Regions from separate parts of the Arachis hypogaea genome. Here region 2 is linked to region 1. Evidence: chromatin contacts called from public Hi-C data. All regions are on one chromosome and are shown on one strand. The core of a region is the stretch at or near the end of the contact, and the rest is flanking DNA. Distances in the headings are between cores, read along the strand shown.

Evidence for each region. Hi-C and Micro-C count contacts between places; a contact is called where the count stands out from the background.
Region 2: a contact with region 1 is called in a Hi-C map of leaf, with 2.0 times the contacts expected there. The contact joins the promoter of LOC112775428 here to the promoter of LOC112776299 in region 1. A contact is called at or near these places in 3 of 8 Hi-C or Micro-C datasets (leaf and an unstated tissue).

What each region holds. Positions count from the first base shown.
Region 1 is chr19:29,402,745-29,407,849 of arahy.Tifrunner.gnm2.J5K5, reverse strand. LOC112776299 (protein FATTY ACID EXPORT 1, chloroplastic) reads right to left here and starts at 2,719. Exons shown (of 7, transcript XM_072227528.1): 1 at 2,210-2,719; 2 at 962-1,174; 3 at 54-252. The coding sequence starts at 1,093.
Region 2 is chr19:29,569,671-29,574,288 of arahy.Tifrunner.gnm2.J5K5, reverse strand. LOC112775428 (glycogen synthase kinase-3 homolog MsK-1) reads right to left here and starts at 1,971. Exons shown (of 13, transcript XM_025819031.3): 1 at 1,601-1,971; 2 at 782-961; 3 at 582-674; 4 at 7-66. The coding sequence starts at 898.

The DNA of each region.
Region 1 (5,105 bases), core at 1,470-3,969:
TAGTTTAACAATAAAGTTACTAAACAAGTGAAATATCAAACAATGAAACTTACCAAAGGGAATGCCTAAACAAAAATCGTGAATTTTCGCAGTCCCTTTCTGTTGACTGATGCCCTCTGTTGCTGTCTCTCCGGAGCTTATCTTTTCAGTATCATGGTTTTCTTTTGCATCAGTTGCATAACTTAGTGTAGTTTTGGTATCAGAACCGGCAGTATCTGTGCTATGCCTCTCCAGACACATAACAACTGATAACTATATGACATATGCTTGCTGTTTTAGTATTGATACCAAACAATTGCTCTAGTATGTTTTCATTTAGCAAAAAGTACATTACTTATGCAGCGCAAGCATGTTTATAAGTTATAACTTACTATAAAAGTCTAGCACCATCCCCCACAATCTCAAAGGACAGGAGTGGCATATTCAATTAAAGCATATAGATTCACTATGATTTCCACTAAGTTCAGTGAAACAATACCTATATGCAAAGATCAGAGCTCGAATATAATCGAACAAATTGTAAGGCAGGAGTTCCATTAGGAAGGAACATCTTCAACACTAAATATAGTGATGAACTAATCCATGAACCTTCCAAACGTAAAAAGGTGAATTCTCCATTTAATCAGACAAAAAAGGCAATTATCCTGTGATTGCTACTTAAGTAGAATCGATTAAAATATTATATATTCTTGACGCAAGAATTCAACTAGGCAAGCTATGATTTTGGGAAGCCTTTCTTTAGATCTGAGTAATTTGATTTGAATCTATGGACATTACTGACAAAGAACAAAATGCACAAAATCTAAAGACATTTGCATGCAATCCGAGCTAAATTCTGAAACTCAGCTAGTTAGCTATCTATCTCCTTTAAAAATAAAAAAAAAACCTAAGAATTTGAAATTGATAGATGTTGAATAGAGTTAGAGAAGGTGTTGAAGAGTAGAGAGAGAGTGTGTGAGACCTTGGAGCGAACGGAAGGAGATGGAAGGTGGAAACGTCGAAGCAGTGTGCGGTGAGAGTGAAGGGAGGCGGAGCAAGAGAGCTGAGGGTGAATGTGAGAGACAGTAGCAGCCATAGCCGTAGCTGATGTCATCTGATCCCGGCCACCGCAACAGTTGATTGGAATTGAAATTGGGAAAATCACACACAAGGTTCTGAAAACCGAAGTGACGAACTGGTAATCAAACCGTTCAAGCTATTAGTTCATCGGTTTACTAGTTCAACCAATTCAAGTGTGGTTCAACCAGTATAGCTGTTTTATAATAAAATAATGATTAAAATATAAATAAATACATTAAAACATAATTTAATCTAATATAAATCTTAAAATATCATTCAAATTAAAAAGTATTATATCAACCAAAATGTTACAATCTCATCCAAATACAAATTCAAAAGTCAAATAACAAAAGAAATAACCAAATATAAAATGGCAACAACAAAAAATTAGTTAAAAATTTAGCAACCCAACAATCAAAAGGACAAGAACAGGAACAAGAATTCTACCACACTGTATATAACTATATATTCTTTATATAGAACCAGCATCTTAGAGAAGTTCATTTAAGCCAAACGCAGGCTTATATATATTCAGAATAAGAAAGAAAGCCTTCAAATCAGAAGAATTTGTATTACAATAACAACAAGAACAATTAAATACAGCAACCCAACATTCGCTTATAGACAACATAGTGAACAATTAAAAATTTAAAACAAGTTAAAAGTGATGGAAGAATATTATATTGTGTTAGCTAGGTAAACATCATAAGAATATATAACAACTGATTGGCAGCAAAGAATGAGTGCACTGATTGGAGCTGAGGAGGCTCAGCACTTAGTGAATGCCTTCATGGGTCAGATGATATCCGCGGATCTGCGGCATTTATCTAATTCAAGATATCTAATTCTTTTAGACATATAAACAATAACAGCAGCATCACACAACAACTGAACAAGTAATATTACAGAGAACTAAATTATAAAATCCTACACTCTTTTGGATTTCATACTTCTGAGTTTTATATACTCTTCTAGTGGTACTAGCACTGACTTAGAAACTGCCAAAAACAGTTAGTTTATATCCACAACCAATCCACAATTATTCACAATTCACAGTTCAATTAGTTTAGAAACTGCCAAAAACAATTATTCACAATTCACCGTTCAAATGATCTTCACAACATTCAAATGATCTTCATAAAAAAATTACCGGCAGTCCTGAACAATGAAGCCTGATTCGATGAAAGGAGGATGGCGAACCGATCAGAACGGAGGACGGCGATGTGGCAGGAACTCAGTACGGCAAGGCGGCAAGCAGGAGGACGTCAAGGCGGCGAGAACAGAGGACCACGGACTGACTACGGGAACTGAAAGGAGGACGGAGATGTGACAGGAACTGAGTACGACTGAGGGCGAGAATGCGAGGCAGCGAGGCGGCGAAAACGTCTGAACCACGAAGAGGGAGCGATGAACGCGAGGAACAGTGGCGAGAGGAAGAACGCGACGAAGAGGGATGAACGCAAGGAAGACGGGCAATCTCCGCCGAGCAGTCTCCGGTGGTGGTCAAGGAAGAAGGGGTGGCCGAGTGGTGTCTCTGATCTCTGGGGGTGGGTGAGGAGGGGGAAGGGTAGAGTGCAGCACCTACAAGAGGCTGAAATGTGAAATGAGGATTGTTTAGGCTCAAGTAACATTTTAAAGAAGAGTGGTTTAGGGGGTGAATACTCAAAATAGTTTCTAAAGGGGTTAACTACCAAAAATATCATCAAATTATTTAAATGCTCAAAAAAATATATTTGAATTTTATTATTTTAAATAATTTAAAAGGTAAAGCATACTTTTTGTTCTTAAAATTTAACAAAAGTTTTAAAAATATTCATAAATTTTATTTTGTTTTAATTTTGTGCTAAAACTTTTTTATTTGCATCAAATATATTCTTGACGGCTAATTTTTCAAAAAATTTAAGATTAATTCAACAACAATTTCATAAGAACAACCCTCAACACAAGCAAATTAAACATAATTTTTATGCATTATTGTTAGATTGGTTTTAAATTTTTTGAAAATTTAGCCGTTGATTGTATATTTGATGCAAATCGAAAATTTTTGGAACAAAATTAAAATAAAATAAAATAAAACTTAAAGGTATTTTTAAAACTTTTGTCAAATTTAAGGACAAAAAGTATATTTTATCTTAATTTAAAAACACAACAAAAATACCCAACAGTAAATATATATTTTCAAAAAATATCTTAAAAATTGAATTTTGATGTAATTTTTTGCAAGCATGATTATAAAAATAAAATATTATTATACTTAAAATTTAGTGATTTTTCGTTAAATATATATTTTTTATAATTTTTTGTTAACAACCAATAATACTTTTAAAAAATCACAAAATAATATATACTTAACAAAAAAATTACCAAATTTTAAAAATAATAATATCTCATTTTTCTAATTATATTTACAAAAAATTGTATCAAAATTCAATCTCTAGTGTATTTTTTGAGAAATACATATTTAATGTTAGTTTTTTTGCAAGATTATCTAACATTAAATATGTATTTCTCAAAAAAATACATTAGAGATTGAATTTTGATATAATTTTTTGCAAGCATGATTAAAAAGATGAGATATTAATATCCTTAAAATTTGATATTTTTTGTTTAGTATATATTTTTTTGTAATTTTTTTGTTAACAACTAATAATACTTTTAAAAAATCACAAAATAAATATACTTAGAAAAAAATCACAAAATTTTAAGAATAATAATAATATCTCATTTTTTTAATTATTCTTGCAAAAAATTACATCAAAATTCAATCTCTAAAGTAGTTTTTGAAAATATATATTTACTGTTGGACATTTTGTCGCGTTTTTAAATTATTTAAAGGCATTTTTGTCGATAGTAAAATTCAAATGCATTTTTTGTCAGCGTTTGAATAATTTAGAGACATTTTTTGTGGTTAACCCAAAAATTTGATTCTCAATTCAATTTAGCTTTTAAATTTTTAACTGATTCAAATTGAGTTAAATTTTATTTTGATTTCTGAAAATGGTAAGTTATACTGATTTAGTCTCTAACTTTTTAATTGCTATCATTTAGTTTTAAAATTTAAAAAAGTGTATTAATGTAGTCTCTCGTGTATTTTCCGTTGTTGAAACTTAACGTTATTAGTGACATAGCTCAAGTCTTGCTACACTAGACATATTAAAACGACGTTGTACTTATTTTGGCGCTAAAGAAGGCACTAAATGATATTATTTTAAGGTTTGAACAATACTAAAATATTACCTTCCCTTTTGAACAATATTAATTATTAAACTTCTCAAACGACGTCGATTAGTGCCTTCTTTAGTGCCAAAATACGTATTGTATCGTTTTAATATGTCCAACGTGGCAAGGTTTGAGCCATGTCACTAACGGTGTTGAGTTCCAACGACGAAAAATACACGAGAGACTATATTGGTGCATTTTTTTAATTTGGGGAAGAAATTGTAACAATTGAAAAGTTAGGGACTAAATCAGTGCAACTCGCCAATCTCAAGGATCAAAGTGGGGCTTAACTCGACCCAAATTGTGCCCTAAACTAAAACTTTAATGCATGACTCAAGTTGGTCTCTCCGTCCATTTTCGTTACCGGAGAGATGACATGGCACAATTAAACGATGTCGTTTTGCTGTTTGCGCCTAAACGACGTTGTTTTACTCTTCTCCCTCTTCTTCTTCCTCCTCCTCAATATTTGAACCTCCCACCACCTCATTGTCACCACTCTCAATCATACCTTTCCAACCCCACCACCCTCACCACCACCACCACCACCCTTCTCCTCCTCCTCATCTCTCCTTCCTCTTCTTCTTCCTCCTCCTCAATTTGATCAGTAAATCCTTTCTCTTCCTCTTCCTTCCTTTCTCCCCTTCTTCTAATCAATGCAATGACAAATAAAACAAATTGATTCTGTGACATCAAGCAACCATGGCTTCAGTAATAAATTTTAACCCACTTTCACTTTAACTCGCTACTGCTGCTACTTGTTAGGGTGGTAGAATATGCATGTGAGGTTGATGATGATGACAACGGGGTTTTAAATACTCACTCGTTGT
Region 2 (4,618 bases), core at 722-3,221, 170 kb before region 1:
TCTTACCTGGAAGACAACTCCGAATGATCCATGCCCTACAACACGCTCTGCCATATAGCTTATAGTCTGAAATATAAAGAAATGTATCAGATTAATGTACACTACTAAAAATCAGAAAATACAGGGTGCAAATTAGAATAGACTACCAAAGAGAACATGTAAACCACACATATGGCATCACCCGATCCCTATAAACATCTCATAAGGCTTTATCAACGAGTAGCCAACTGGTGAAGATACTTCCCAATCACAAGACAGAACACAGACATGTTGAACACACCAAGCAAAATGTTGTGCTACTCATTGTACACTACCAAAATCTTCAGACCGAAAAGAACTTGTTTAAGGATAAATGCAATTTAATCTCACTTCAAATTTCAAAATTCAGCATTTAAAATCATAAGTCAAAACAGATGTAGGAGTGGAATTTGGGGAGAAAAAAGACAATTACAAACAACAATATCAACATGAATAATTGATAATCCACCGTCATCACGCACCACAATATAAGCACAGCACATTAAAATCATTTCAAACCACATTTGACAGTAAGGGAATCAAAGTGAAGAAGGTATATATACCTGCTTTGGCTGACCATTTCTACCACCAATGGTAGTCACAATGATATGCCCCGTCTCTGTTCCATTCCCATTGACAACTGTGGCTTCCATTTCCTAAAGGATTAAGCAAGTTTTAACAAGGTTATCTAACAAACATTACAATCAAACCTGCACTAAAAAAAAATACAGCTATTGTATAATAAAAAAAAAAGGTGACATACTCTATCATCCCTAATCTTCATATCATTCATTTCCTCTGGTAATCTATCAACACCAGCTGCGGCATGACCACTGGGTTCTCTCAAACCTGAAGTTGGTGCAACACCAACAGATGCCATCTTCACTGAAATCCGTTTCTCTTTTTAGCAGCTCACAAAACTACTCGCATAATAATCTTTTACCTGCCCCAAGAAATCAATTACATTAGCAGCATACCGGAAAAAAATATTCTTTTTCGTGTATATATAAACAAAAAAATAAATAAACAATCATGGAAAGCAATTCTGCAGTTGACGGATAGACGTGGAAACTGAATCTCAAATTTAAAGGTTACATCTTTTACAGAGTCAAACAAGCAGGAAAATTAAAATTAGAAAATTAAAAAGAGCATATTTAATAATAACAACAATAAATAAATACAAAACCTAAAAGCTCGTTTTGGGTAAAAAATGAACAACAAAAAACATAAATTTAATGAGCCATCAATCACGCAGAACTCCACACAATACAAACGGAAAGTTCACCATTGAGATCACATACCTCGCCAGAAAAAAAAATAAATAAAAGAAAATCAAATCCCTAACTGAAGATCCCCGTAACAGAAAGCGAAACAGCCCGATCCGAACACAGAACAAAATTAATGTGCAAAACAAACATAGTAAAACCCCAGCATACGTGGAAACTCCAGCATACGTGGTTACATCGATGAGAAAGCGAACCACGGAAATTTTGGGGGTGTAAAAAAAAATTAAAATAAAAAAGCTACGGCATAAATATATACACACAAAAAATGGAGAGAGAAAGAGAGATAGAAGATATACACTCTTCGGAATGGAAAAAAATGGAGGAAGTGGAAAACGAAGCTTGGAAAGGATCAAAAGAAATCCATCAGGTGGTGGTGATTTGGGGATTGGCTTCCCTTTTCTTTTTCTTTTTTTTTTTTTTTCGTATTTTGTGTGAGGAAACAGTTTCTGCCTTTTTGTGTGGTGTGCTAGAATGCGCTGGTGACAGTCAAAGAACAAAACCAGTCATATTTATTTTATTTATTATATTTTTATTTATTTTTTAGTAGTATTAATTTTTGGGGAGGGTGGTGGAAATTTAAAAAAGGAAAAATCTGTGTGTATGTGTGTACTGTATCAGGCCTGGTTTGGTCTTTCTCTTTCTTACTCTTTTGACCGTTCAAAGTTCCAAAGTTCAAACTTCAAAGTCACTTCTATATATGTAACTAAATTGGTAGGGGAAAAAGAATAGATAATAACAATCCAAAATGGATATTACAAGAAAGGGTCCACATGAGACTGGGATTAACCGAGTTTGATTAAATTCGAATTAATTTGAGTATTTTATGGGGGATTTTTTTTAAATAAATAAAATAATATTTTTTTTATTAAAATATACGATTTTAATATTTTTACGAAAATCTATTATATCTTTTATCTCATTTACATGTAAACAAAATAAGAATACATATATTTTATTTAAAATTTGTATCTCGTTTATACTGTAAATAAGATAACACACGAAAAGAATGATATGTATATTTTGTTTACAGTATAAACGAGATACGTGTATTCTTATTTTGTTTACACTGTAAACGAGATAGATAAAGAGTTATTATGTTTACCGTGTAAATGAGATAGGTTACGACAAAGATGGTTGGAATTGAGTTTCAATTTAAAAAAATGTATCGAGATCCAATAGAATATTCTAAGCAATTTGATAGAATTCATCAATTGTGTAGTGTAATGAGTTGGTAATGAATACAATCAAAAAATGAGTTTGGATGTGTCACATCACATGTTGGTATAAAAGAAATTTATAAAAGTGAAAATGTAAGCCTATTTGGGAGTGATGATTATATGGGGTATCTTAAAAGAAAAAAATGACTGAGGGTTCATGTGTGAATGTTTAGTTTGATCATTATCTTGAGGAAGAAATTCATCCTCCAAATGATTCTAACTTTAATATTTTGAAATAGTGGAAGAACAATCAAATGAAATTTAAAGTTCTTGCAAAAATAACCAAGAATATATATGTTATTCCGGTGTCTACTGTTGCTTTTGAATCTGTTTTTAGTACAAGTAGTCGTGTAATTTCTCCTCAACGCAGAAAGCTCAAAGAAAACATAACTAAAACTTTGATTTATGGCCAAAGTTGGTTGTGGACAGCCTTAGAGAATAAAGATGATATGTTACTTAATATCCATTTATATTAATTTTGTACTTAATACTAATTAATTTAGTAATTGCTATTTCTTTTGATTTTTAAGATTGAATCTTGACCTTCAAATTTTTTATGATGATGAAGATGTAGAAAGTGATCAAAGATAAGATTGAAGACTCTTTTATATTTACTAATGTAATTTTTTTTATTATAGTGTCAAATTTATAGTAATCAACATTAACTTTTTTTAATTTCAAGTTATTTGATATTGTATGAATTTTATGTTTGTATTTTAATTTAAGTATAAATTTAAGTTTTTATCTTAATTTATATATGAATATGTAAAAATTAAAATATTATTTAATTTTTATAAAAACGGATAGAAATAGAACAAATTAGACTAAAGCAGTCTATTGTAAGACAGGTAGTAGTAGAATAAAAAGAGAATGAGACAAAATCAGATAAAACAAAAACTCGTCCTTATCCACCTTATTGCCACTCCTATCAATTAATAAAACAGATAAATTAAAAATTGTTATTTTTTATAAACATTATTTTAAATATGAAATTACTTCTGTTTTCATAAGTAAAAAAAAAAATAACCAAACTAAAAATTGAAATTTTCAAAAAATTTAAACGTCATTTTCTTCTTTCAAGCGCAAAATCAATTATTCTTTGCAAATCGGTGGCTCAAATTAACCCTACCATTTTATGCATGTAGCTCTGTTACTAAATAAAGTGTGTAATTCCATTAACAATTTAGAGCAAAACTTTTTATGGGGATCTAGGCTAGGGGTTAGAAAAATTCATATCTTATCCTAGAATTTTGTGTGTAACACTCTAAAAGGTTATAAATTAATTTTAAAAATTATGTCAAATATTAAGACTATAAATTTTTATGTTAAAAATTAAAAAAACATTACTCGTAGATCTTCTCAATGGGGACCTAAATAAATAAGGGTCAACACTAATTTACATTATTTTAAGTATCTAACATTATCGGGTTAGTTTAAAAATTTCATGGGTTGGCTATATAAATGAGTATTTAACTTCTCATTCTTGAAAAACTTATCACGAATTTGACCTAGTATGACTGTCACGTACGTGCATTACTCAAAAAAAAGAATATAAATAAATGGAGAGAGTGAGAGAAACTATTTAATTTTAAAATTTTAAAGAAAATGTTGATTGAAAAATGAAAATTATGAAATTTGAAGGAGACATTTAATGGAAGTCGTATCCTACAACTGGTGCCTATGAACTATATGATGTTATTTTGTTAAGTAAAAGCGACGAGGCATTGCCATTTGACACTCATTATAGTCGCAGGTAGGGGTGGCAAGTCGCCCCGCTCCGTTATGCCTCGCCGAAAGGCGAAAGCTTGTTTTTTGGTGGGCCGGCCTGCCTCGTTTGGTTTAATGAGGCGGTTTTGAAATTTTATTTTGTTTTGTCTAACGGTGGATTGATGGGCTAAACTCTCTAAATTTTCTCTTTTTATTATTATTATTAATTATTAAATAATATATATAATTTTATAATTATTTTAATAAATTTATAATTTTTAAAAGTATAAAAAAATTATAATTTTTATATCATAACTATTAAAGTTTTTGTAATTATAAACATTGTCTCTAAAATAAAATAAATATAATCTAAAATACTCAATTTTTATC